Regions from separate parts of the Mus musculus genome. Here region 1 is linked to region 2. Evidence: chromatin contacts called from public HiChIP or PLAC-seq data. All regions are on one chromosome and are shown on one strand. The core of a region is the stretch at or near the end of the contact, and the rest is flanking DNA. Distances in the headings are between cores, read along the strand shown. Region 1 has its middle 36 kb from the start of Gm30568. Region 2 has its middle 9.6 kb from the start of Gm39683.

The links. HiChIP or PLAC-seq counts read pairs in DNA pulled down with a chosen protein or histone mark.
Region 1: a contact with region 2 is called in an HNF4G HiChIP or PLAC-seq map of pancreatic cancer cells. The contact joins two enhancer-like sites. A contact is called at or near these places in 3 of 39 promoter capture datasets (cranial neural crest, liver and pre-B cells), 1 of 15 datasets of contacts at CTCF or cohesin (the NIH/3T3 cell line), 1 of 484 Hi-C or Micro-C datasets (the G1E-ER4 cell line) and 5 of 115 datasets of contacts at active chromatin or transcription factors (the HPC-7 cell line, bone marrow-derived macrophages, embryonic basal ganglia and 2 more).

Annotation. Positions count from the first base shown.
Region 1 is chr1:157,043,461-157,048,542 of GRCm38.p6, reverse strand. No RefSeq gene overlaps it. Among named protein-coding and RNA genes, the nearest start is that of Gm30568, 36 kb to the left of the region's middle. Within about 2 kb of position 1,697, at least 33 of the 459 cell types and tissues checked have an H3K27ac peak or open chromatin away from gene starts, as enhancers often do. A contact at or near this core is called in the HPC-7 cell line and pancreatic cancer cells, where this site is marked.
Region 2 is chr1:156,732,391-156,737,293 of GRCm38.p6, reverse strand. No RefSeq gene overlaps it. Among named protein-coding and RNA genes, the nearest start is that of Gm39683, 9.6 kb to the left of the region's middle. Within about 2 kb of position 2,758, at least 36 of the 459 cell types and tissues checked have an H3K27ac peak or open chromatin away from gene starts, as enhancers often do. A contact at or near this core is called in the HPC-7 cell line and pancreatic cancer cells, where this site is marked.

The sequences.
Region 1 (5,082 bases), core at 448-2,947, 310 kb before region 2:
GCCCTGTGGGTGGGCCCCACGACCTGGAGGGGGCTCACAAAGGTTGCAGTTTGGAGCAAAGTGGAGGTTTGCGAGGTTTTCTGTGGCCCTGTGGGAAGGGGTAGAGTTGGGGGTAGAACCTTGTTTGCCCCGACCCTTCTGACTGCTAGCCTTTTGTTCTTGTTATGGCTCATTAGTTCTCTAAACAGAGGTTGAATAAGGAAAATGAAAGCAGAAAAAAATGGGGGAGGGAGTACTCTAGTAAAAGATGTGGTGGGGAAGGAAGTTAAAACCAACCATCATGAGATTTCAATTATCCCACCCACTGACCTCTTGCTGGTGCATAGCCAGGGGCCAGAATTAAATGCCACACGGGGACATGAAACACATCTTATGCCTGTTATTGGTCTTCAGTTTGAAAGCATGTGAATCCAGCCCCAGGATGCTGCACTGGGGCTCATTCATTGGAGGAGACCAAGCCCTGCCATGGGGGTGTCTAGGAGCACCAGGCTGAGTGTGGAGCTCTAAGATTTAAAGGGGTTGGGCTGTAGGCACGAAGACCATACAAGAAGCAGAGAAGCATCTTCTGCACACCACTTCCTGGAAGATGGCCAGAGTCTTGATGTCTGGGCCAGAGGAATTACAGCGCTTTAGAGGAACATCAAGGAACAGATCTGAGCCGTGGGAAGAGGCCAAGCAGTAAAGCCCCAAGTGCCCCTCTGGCAACAAAGGTGGGCCTAGCTGCCAGGAACATTAGGTCCAGAGTTGTTGCTCTCTGCTTTCCACCTCCTTTGTTCTTTCTCCTCATTGCACTGTCAAAACAAGATGCTAAGGCTCAGCACCATGAGCTGCATAGTTCTAGAATCTCAATGGTCCACTAAAAAGTGGCCTGGGGATGGGGGAATGCCAGAACCAGTGGAGAAAGAGGAAGCCCTGAGATAAGTTCTATCGGCCTGTGTGCTTGCTGTGCAGAGTTGTTGACCCCACTAGGAGCCCTGTCCCTACCCTGTCCATAGGGCTCAGTCAAGTCCTTGGCCCCTCAAGAGGCCCACCTTCTCCAAGGGAAGAGCTGCTGACCCATGTCCCTGGAATCCTTCTGACAGAAATCACAGACCACCAGTTTAGTTCCTACCTAGAAAATCGTGCCTCTGACTTAACACCATATCATCACTATATTGTTTTATAGACAGCAAGGAACATGGAGATACAACTCAAGCCATTTTTGGCAGTTCCATATCCCACCCTGAGTTAGGATCATAAGAGCACAAGGATTTGCTAAACCCACCCTCCAGATCAACCGCACAGTCTCAGCAGCTGTTACCTTGAGAGCTGGAGGTAGAGCTTCTATGGCAAACCCTAGCCAGAGGGCATTGTCCACACTGACCCTCGCTAGGAAGCTTTCTGGCTTTGCAGATAGGGAGCCTAGAAGAAGGTACTGGAGCAAATGTGTTGTCACAGTTTCAGGCTGTTTCCTCTCTGTGTAAAGCATGGCATCAGATGTTGACCAGCAGGACAACTACAGGAAATAAGTTCCCCAGGCTCCACCTAGAGAACAGAGTGGCATTTCCACCACGTGCAGTGTGTCTGGAAAAGTAGAGGAGGTGCTCACTCTTCCCTGTTAAAGTGGAGAAGAAAACATGCCTCGGAGGGGCCGGGCTATGGCCAGGCTGGGGATGTGGCTCAGTTCAGAGAGTGCTTGCTTTGCTTGCACAAAGCCATGACTCAGTGCCAGCATAGCATCAAAACAGTCAGTGTGAAAAGTGCCTTATGGAAAGGGTGGTGGCTCATGCTGTTAGTCCTAGCACAAGGGAGGTAGAAGCAGAAGGGTGATCATTGGCTACATAGTGAGTTTGAGGCCAGCCTAGGCTCTATAGAAGACCACCACTTCATTAAAAAAAATTTTTAAAGAATTTTTTTTCTTCTTGTAAACTATTAAAGCAAGTAGATCAGTCATTTGCGTTCTAAAACATACGATTTTGTCCCCCTAGACCATGGATGAATAGATGTCACGCAGATACAAAAATGTAGAGATGCTGGGGGAAGCAACACTTCCCGCTTATATGGTATTGTAGGGCTACCTTCGCTCTCATGGCTGCCCCTCATGCTCACAATAATTTATTTACTAGACAAAAATTAGGGTCTTCATTTCACAGAAGAAAAAGAAGTAGGTTACACGTTACATGGCTTCTCAAAAGCCTACCTCTTTCCAAGGGGCAGAGCTGGGGTTAAAACCTGGGTGCTCTGGCTTTAAATAATTTAACAGGGCTCTTCTAGCTATGCCAGGGATGTTTAACTGTGTACTTAACAGGAGATCCTCAAAGAGGAAAGGGATGCTGGCTTCTCTGTTTTATCTATGAGAAGTGTTGAGGTAGATGAGATTTTTTGTGTATGAGAAGTTTCAATGTGGTTTTGTTGAAGTTTCAAGGTTTTGTTGAATCGTCGGAGAGTTTAAATTGAAAACTCACGGACCCATGCCATGATCTCTCCAGCCTGCAGTCACCACACAGGGAGCCTCACTTGGAAGTGAATACAAGGCAAAGAGGGGTGGTGACACCAGCCTTAGCAGCCCAGTCAGTTCCAGGAGAGCTCCCAGCATGCCCCAGCTTGTGTTCTGCAAAGGTGCGTGCTACAAAGTTTGCCCCACCATGTAGCAGTATTCGAAGGTTAGTTGCTTAGTTCAGTTGCTGTGACAAAATACAGAACAAAAGCCACATAAGAAGGAAGGGTTTATTTTGGTTCATGGTTTGAGGATACAAATCGATCCTGGCAGGAGAGGCATGGTGGCCAGGGAGTGAGGCAGCTTGTCACATTGGGTCCACTGTCACAGACTCAGACAGCAGGGAAGGAGGAGTACTAAGACCGCACCCCCCTTTACTCCTACAGGATGATGCTGTCCACTGTTGGGGTGGGTTTTCCCCCCCTTGGATGAACATCTCTGGAGACTCACTCACTCCTACCAGCATGTTTGCCTTTGAGGTGATTCCAAAATCTGTCAAACCGACAATGAAGATTGATCATCACAGAGAGAGTGGGGTCTTTAAGAGGCAAGCTTATCGGAAGGCAGTTAGGTCCTGGAGCAGTGTCCTAAGGCAGGATTCATTGTTCTTGAAGAGTGGGCTAGTTCTTGGGCCACCAGAATGTTGTTCATTGAGGTTATGTATGCCATGTTGTTGATACCATCTGCCTACAGTACTTTTCTTTTCATTTCCTTTCCTCTGTTGAGTTGTGCTACATGCCAGAACACCAGCACGGTGCTGTGTGGACCCAGCAGCCACCAGAATCATGAACACAATAAGCTTCTTTATCTATTAAGTTAATAAGCCCCAGGCATCTCTTTAAAGGGACACAAAATGGACTAATTAATATGGGAGAAACCACTCTCTGTTTGAATGAAGGGTTCATGGACTGACATTACACGGTGCTGTCTGGCCAACTCTGTGGCTCTTTCTCAGGTATATTTAAAACTTGGGTTCATAACCTGCCCAAACTTAACCAAGTTCTCCGGCCCCCTTGTCTGGTGACAGTGCTTCCAAGTTTCTCTAGGCCCGTCTTTCAGTGAGATTTATGTTTATTCTAAGAATTACTCTAACACATCAATTTTCCATGGTGCAAGGACATATAGGATGTCTGATACCATAATTCCTAAAATACCCATTACAGGTTGTAAAGTGTTTGAAGGTTTCCTAGTTGGGTCATATATTAGAAACTTGGTCTCCAAGCACTGGAACCATTAAGAAGTAAAGTCTAATGGGGGATATTTGGGTTACTGGAGGCTCTGCACTCAGAAGAGATTAACACATCTCTCACAAAATGGGTTCTTATAGAGTGGTGTGGTGTGTGAGAGCAAGACTGGCCACTCTGTGTTGCCTCTGGCATTTCATCTGGTCCAGCAATCTCTCATTTTTGCTTGGTGCTCTCATACCTACCGAAGGAGCCTTTCCCAGTAGGCCAAACATATCTGCTGCCTTCAGCCTCCAAATCAGCCAATTAGACCTTTTGTAAGATTTCAACACTGAAAGACTAAGGTAGCCTGTCCACCCTTAGTATTTCCAGGCACTTGTATAAAACTCTGCTCTTCTCCAGTTGCTACTTCAATCCAGGAAGCCTGTTTTACCTGCTGCTTTCAACTTCCCACTAGCTCTTTAGGAATCGCCTCCTGATCTTAACCAGCTCCCAGCTAGCAAATATCTGGGTCTCCCCAGGGTCTTCTGTAGGCAGTACACAGGGAAATCATTTAGGGTTGGTTTTTTACCCCCTTAACCTAGACAGGTGAGCAGCTGCCCACTGGAGAGGAAAGACCCAACTATAACCTCTAACTCTGCCCCTGCCGAGCACCACGGAGGCCTAAATCCATCCCTTTGTTTTGATTTTCTGAAGCGGTTGTGTCTTGGTTTTATCATGTGCTTCCGTGGCTCACTCCTTAAACTATGTACGGCAGAGAGACATCAGACAGATTGTTTTCTATCCTTGTTTTGCATTTACTTGGACTGGATACTCGTCTCTCTGATCTTCCTTTTCCTCATCTCTCTGAAGAAACAGCATAGATCATGGAACAGGGCTGTTGTTGTTAAGTGAAGAATGAACAAGAGTCTTGTTTGGGACCAATGAGATGACTCCATGGGGAAGGGTGCCTGCTGGGCAAGCCTGCTGACCTGAGTTTGATCCCTGGAACCCACATAAAGGTGGAAAGAGAGAAGGGGCTCCCCAGAATCCTATTCAGTGAGCGCGTTCACAGTCAGGGTTCAGCAGATGCCAGCTTCCCCTTCCCCCACAACGGGCACAGCCCAGACCTTATCCACAGCTGTGTCGCCAAATTTAATACAAAGGCTCTCACGAAGCATAAATGCAGAAGCCACCAAATCCAAAACAAACAAACAAACAAAAACCTAAGAAAGAGACTTACTTCCAAGTCTGGTTCCAGAAGGAGTTGCCAAAGCTGGTTGAATCCCATAACTCAAATGATCAGATGTTAGTGTTAGAATTTGAGGATTTGGGCTGGGAACCCTGGATTCATTGTAAAAGAGGAGAAAAAAAAAAAAAGAGGAAGGAAGGAGGGAGGGAGGAAAAGAAGAGGAACAAGAATTTGGAGACAGGACGAAATGA
Region 2 (4,903 bases), core at 1,509-4,008:
CCTGCTGTGCCTCACCCTTCACCTTCCCCAAGACGTTCCTTGCCTCTCTCTCTCCCCCATCCCCAGGGAAGGTACAGGGAACCCTGCATTGTCAAGCTCCTGCCACCTTCCCAAGCCTTCCCAGACATATCCTGGCAACTCCATGAGCATGGCCCTCTGCTCTTCCCTCCCACCACAGCCCGGGGAGCCTGGAGTCTCCTTCCCTCTGCTCTGTCTTCAGTACTGGTTTTCTCTGAGGTCCTACTCCAATGCGGCATCCTCTGAGAAGCCTTCCCTCACCATCCCACCCTCCTTCCATGGGTCCCAGCAGCAACTGTTTGTCTAATAAGCAGCCAGCATCCTTGTTAGAAACCAAGACAGTCAGTGATGGAGGACTCTTCAGGAGCTTCCATTGTCCTGGGGACAGGCTGCTGAGACCACAGAAATGCAGAAGCAGCCATGAGTGACAAGACAGGCACTAGGTGGTGGAGTGGGGGGGGGGTGTCACTGGGGCTGTCACTCTCCTGAGGGCAGGACTGCAGGACCACCATGCCCTTAATGCCCAGTTCATGCAGTGTTGGTCTAGAACCCAGAGTTTCAGGCTGGAGAGATGGCTCAGCGGTTAAGAGCACTGACTGCTCTTCCAGACATCCTGAGTTCAATTCTCAGCAACCATATGGTGGCTCACAACCATCTGTAATGGGATCCGATGCCCTCTTCTGGTGTGTCTGATGACAGTGAAAGTGTGAGTACACTTTCACTGTCATGAATCTTTAAAAATGAATCTTTAAATGAATCTTTAAAAAAAAAAACCACCCAGGGTTTCCCATGTGTTAGACAAATATTCTTTTTTTTGTTTGGTTTGGTTTGGTTTGGTTTGGTTTGGTTTTCCGAGACATGGTTTCTCTGTGTAGCCCTGGCTGTCCTGGAACTCACTCTGTAGACCAGGCTGGCCTCGAACTCAGAAATCCACCTGATCCTGCCTCCCAAGTGCTGGGATCAAAGGCGTGAGCCACCACGCCCGGCAACAAATATTTTTCTAACTAACTGAAGTACATCTTTAGCTCATACTGTGTGTGTGTGTGTGTGTGTGTGTGTGTGCGTGTGTGTTTTGTTTGTTGAGAAAATACTTTTTAATTAATATATTTTACAAATACACTGGAGAATCATGCAATGCTGCCTGCATTGGATAAAATTCTGGGCCACAGGCCTGCAGACTCCTTTATAACTGACCTGAGATAGCAGAACCTTTTATCTCCTCTTTATTGTATACTCTGACCCCTGCGTTATCTTTCAAAATAAAGCAACACCCTATCTTCTCTTCTGTATGACTTTCATTGTCACATGACTCCTGCTGGGTGAACCATTTTTTTCTTAGTTCTTGTTTGCCTTTCTTAACTGTGCCCACACCAGCAGCAGGAAGTGTTCAGCTGGCCCTTGATTCCCTTCACAGAGATGACATACGAATTTTTGGTTCCTGTAATGTCAGCAGAGTTGACCCAGGGAACTCCAGAATGTCACTCCAGGGGACCCACCCCATGTCCTTACTTCAACATCTTGAAGGCCTGGAAAGAGTCAGAAAGGAAGAAACGACAAGAGTCCCTAGTTATGAACTCCATACTTTGTATTCTTAATGGTGTCCTGGGTAGACTTACCAGATCTAGCAAATGAAAACACCACAGAGGATACTCTTATTTTAAAATACTGTCATCTGAAGTAGCCTACTACCAGGCTCCTACTGCCTTGTGAGTCCCAAGAACAAGGACCCAGAGCCTGTGACCTGCTCTCTGTAGGTGCTCAATAAACACAGAAGGGCTGTTAGAGTGTGTACTGGCTAGTTTTGTGTCAACTTGACACAGCTGGAGTTATCACAGAGAAAGGAGCTTCAGTTGAGGAAATGCCTCCATAAGATCCAACTGTAAGGCATTTTCTTAATTAGTGATCAAGGGGGAAAGGCCCCTTGTGGGTGGGACCATCTCTGGGCTGGTAGTCTTGGTTCTATAAGAGAGCAGGCTGAGCAAGCCAGTAAAGAACATCCCTCCATGGCTTCTGCATCAGCTCCTGCTTTCTGACCTGCTTGAGTTCCAGTCCTGACTTCCTTTGGTGATGAACAGCAACATGGAAGTGTAAGCCAAATAAACCCTTTCCTCCCCAACTTGCTTCTTGGTCATGATGTTTGTGCAGAAATAGAAACCCTGACTAAGACAGAGTAGCACTCTGGTACTGCAGTGTGGATGCCACACTTTGTATACACAACACCTACTGAGAGGATCCTGATATCTGTCACAGCTCTATATGTGTGTCACCTCTGACCCCACAGGATAAGAAAATAAGAGCAGAGGCTGGGGAAATGGCTGCATGGGCAAAATGCCAGCATGAGGACCTGAGTTCAGATCCCCCACACCAACCTAAAAAGCTTAGCATGGGGAACAGAGACAGGCAGATATCAGGACTCACTGGTCAGACTAGCCAATCGCTGAACTCCGTGTCCTGTGAGAGACTGTCTCAGAAACTAAGGTAGAGAGATACAGACGCCCAACATTAACCTCTGCCCTCTACACAAACACACAGGAACATGCCCCCCTCATACATAGCAGAAAAAGAAAAAGAGGAACATTTTAGTTGATGAGAGATGGAGTTATGTGGAAACTGGCATGTTCTCAGTCGTACACGCAGGACATAAATTAAAATGTCACTGGAGAGCACTTCCCTCTCTCTAAGAAGATGCCTCCTCCCAGACGCCCTGCCTGCCCCATTCCCACCTGGCAGGCTCTCCTAGCCTCTCCTCTGCTGGCACCGTGTAGCTGGGACCTGGGTGTTTGTTTCATGAGAGAGTGGCATAAAGGTTATAGCGAGACTGGATTTGGTGTCTAGCTCCTGCTGGTCTGGGGTCCTTGAAAGTTGGCATCAGCTCAGACACAAGTGACAAATGTTGGAGCAGCCACAGAGACCCAGGATCAGAGCTCCCATCTGAGCACCTCCCATAGCGGATGCTGGGGTTCACAACCACACCCCATATTGCTCTCCAGAGGGTGAGTAAGCCCTCAGGGCCCAGCCTCTTCCAGGACTGCAGATGGGGCCCTGGAGAGCACGAAGTTCAACCACCCCCAAATCCCATGAATAAACTCAGTCTTCACTCTGCTTCATGAAAGGAACTCTGTCCTGGACCGCCCTGGTCCCTGCAGCCCTCAACCTCAGAGGTTTGTGTTGCTGGAGGACCTTCTTTGAGCTCTGACAAGGACAAGGAAAGGCTCTGTAGGCAGTGTTTGACTTGTGGGTGGTTGTTTTTTTTTTTTTTTTTTTCTTTCATGGCTACAAACCATCGGCTGTTGAAAAATTTGAGTTTACTTGTGAATTGCCTGTCTGTGTTTGTGAGTGGAGGAAGGTAGGACTGAAAGGTTTCAAAACTGTTTTCAGTTTCTGTGTGAGTTTCTCCGGTGCTTAGCGTTTCATTGAGAATCCCATATTTATTTCTGTGCCATTACATCATTGTTTGGCGCATTTTATAACCTGAGGTGGAGAGAGCTGCCCTCCTTCTTGGCACTGGAGTCAGAGGATCACATCACATCACACCCAGCAGAATTTAGGACATGATCCTGAATGAGGTCCACTCAGCTCTGAAGAGGGACACAGAAACACTGTGTGTAACGGCGACGGAAATGAGTTCAAGGCGGAAATTCGCTTGTACATACTATTCCTTTGTACGCTAGAGAAACCTGTAATGGATTTCTTCCACAGATCAAAAACAAAATTAGATGTAAAATGCAACAAAGGGAAAAGAGAGGGCCAGTAAGATGGCTCAGTGGGTGAGGACGCAGACCTGAGGATCTGAGTTCAATCCCCGGATCCTCTCAACGGTGAGGAGAGAACAAAGTCCAGAAAATTGTGCTCTGGCCTCCAGACATGTGTCACGGCAGACATGCCCCCCACATACACATACGCACCTACATACACACACACATGCACACCCGCGTACACACACACCCCTACACAGACACACAGATATATACACACCTACACATATACCTACACTCATGTACACACACACACACTGACATATGACATTCTGAACATGTTGAAAATAACTAGCATTCCATTTCCTTGGTCCGCTGCTGCTTAGCTGGTCCTTTGAATGCGCTATCCTTGACAGCTGTGTGGGACACCAAAGCAAAGCAGATAATTCCAGTTGTTTATGAATTCTTTAGGAGCCCTTGGGAGTGAACTGTGCTGTATTTGTGACAAGCTGTGTCTGTGTTACTTCTGCAGGCTCCTGTAGGAGGACAATTCCATCTCTAGGCAAGTCTACCCATAACCTTTCTAAAATTAGCAACAGTACACAAATGTAATGAACCTAAATGTCCAATGAGAGGGCACACGTTAAATAAATTTCATCATATCCTCAGCATAAACTAGTAGAGACCTTCTAAAATGTGGTGGTAATGTAAAAAAAAAAACATTGTGACAAACTGGGCCTAGTAGTTCACACCTGTAACCCCAGAATTTTAGAGGCTGTGACTAAAGGACCTGAGCTTTCTGTGAGACTGTCTCAAAACACACACACACACACACACACACACACACACAGAGAGAGAGAGAGAGATCACAAAAGAATATATATGATTGATATGTTGTTAAATTAAACATCAAAAGTCGATTTTTAGGGGAGGGAATAGCTCAGTGGTAGAACACTTCCCTGGATTCTATCCCCAGCACTCCAAAGTAAAAATAAAGAGCAGATTTCAAAAGAATCCACACAGGAGTCCTGGGGAAGACAGCAGAACAAACACCTGTGTGTCCTTGGCTCTTCTCCAAGCCTCGTGTAGATAATAAAATGAGCCTTTATGTCTTTGTTTGCTCAGGGTGGCCCCAATCCTCCTGCCTCAGCTTCTCACATGCTGGGATTATAAACACGTGTTAACTATTT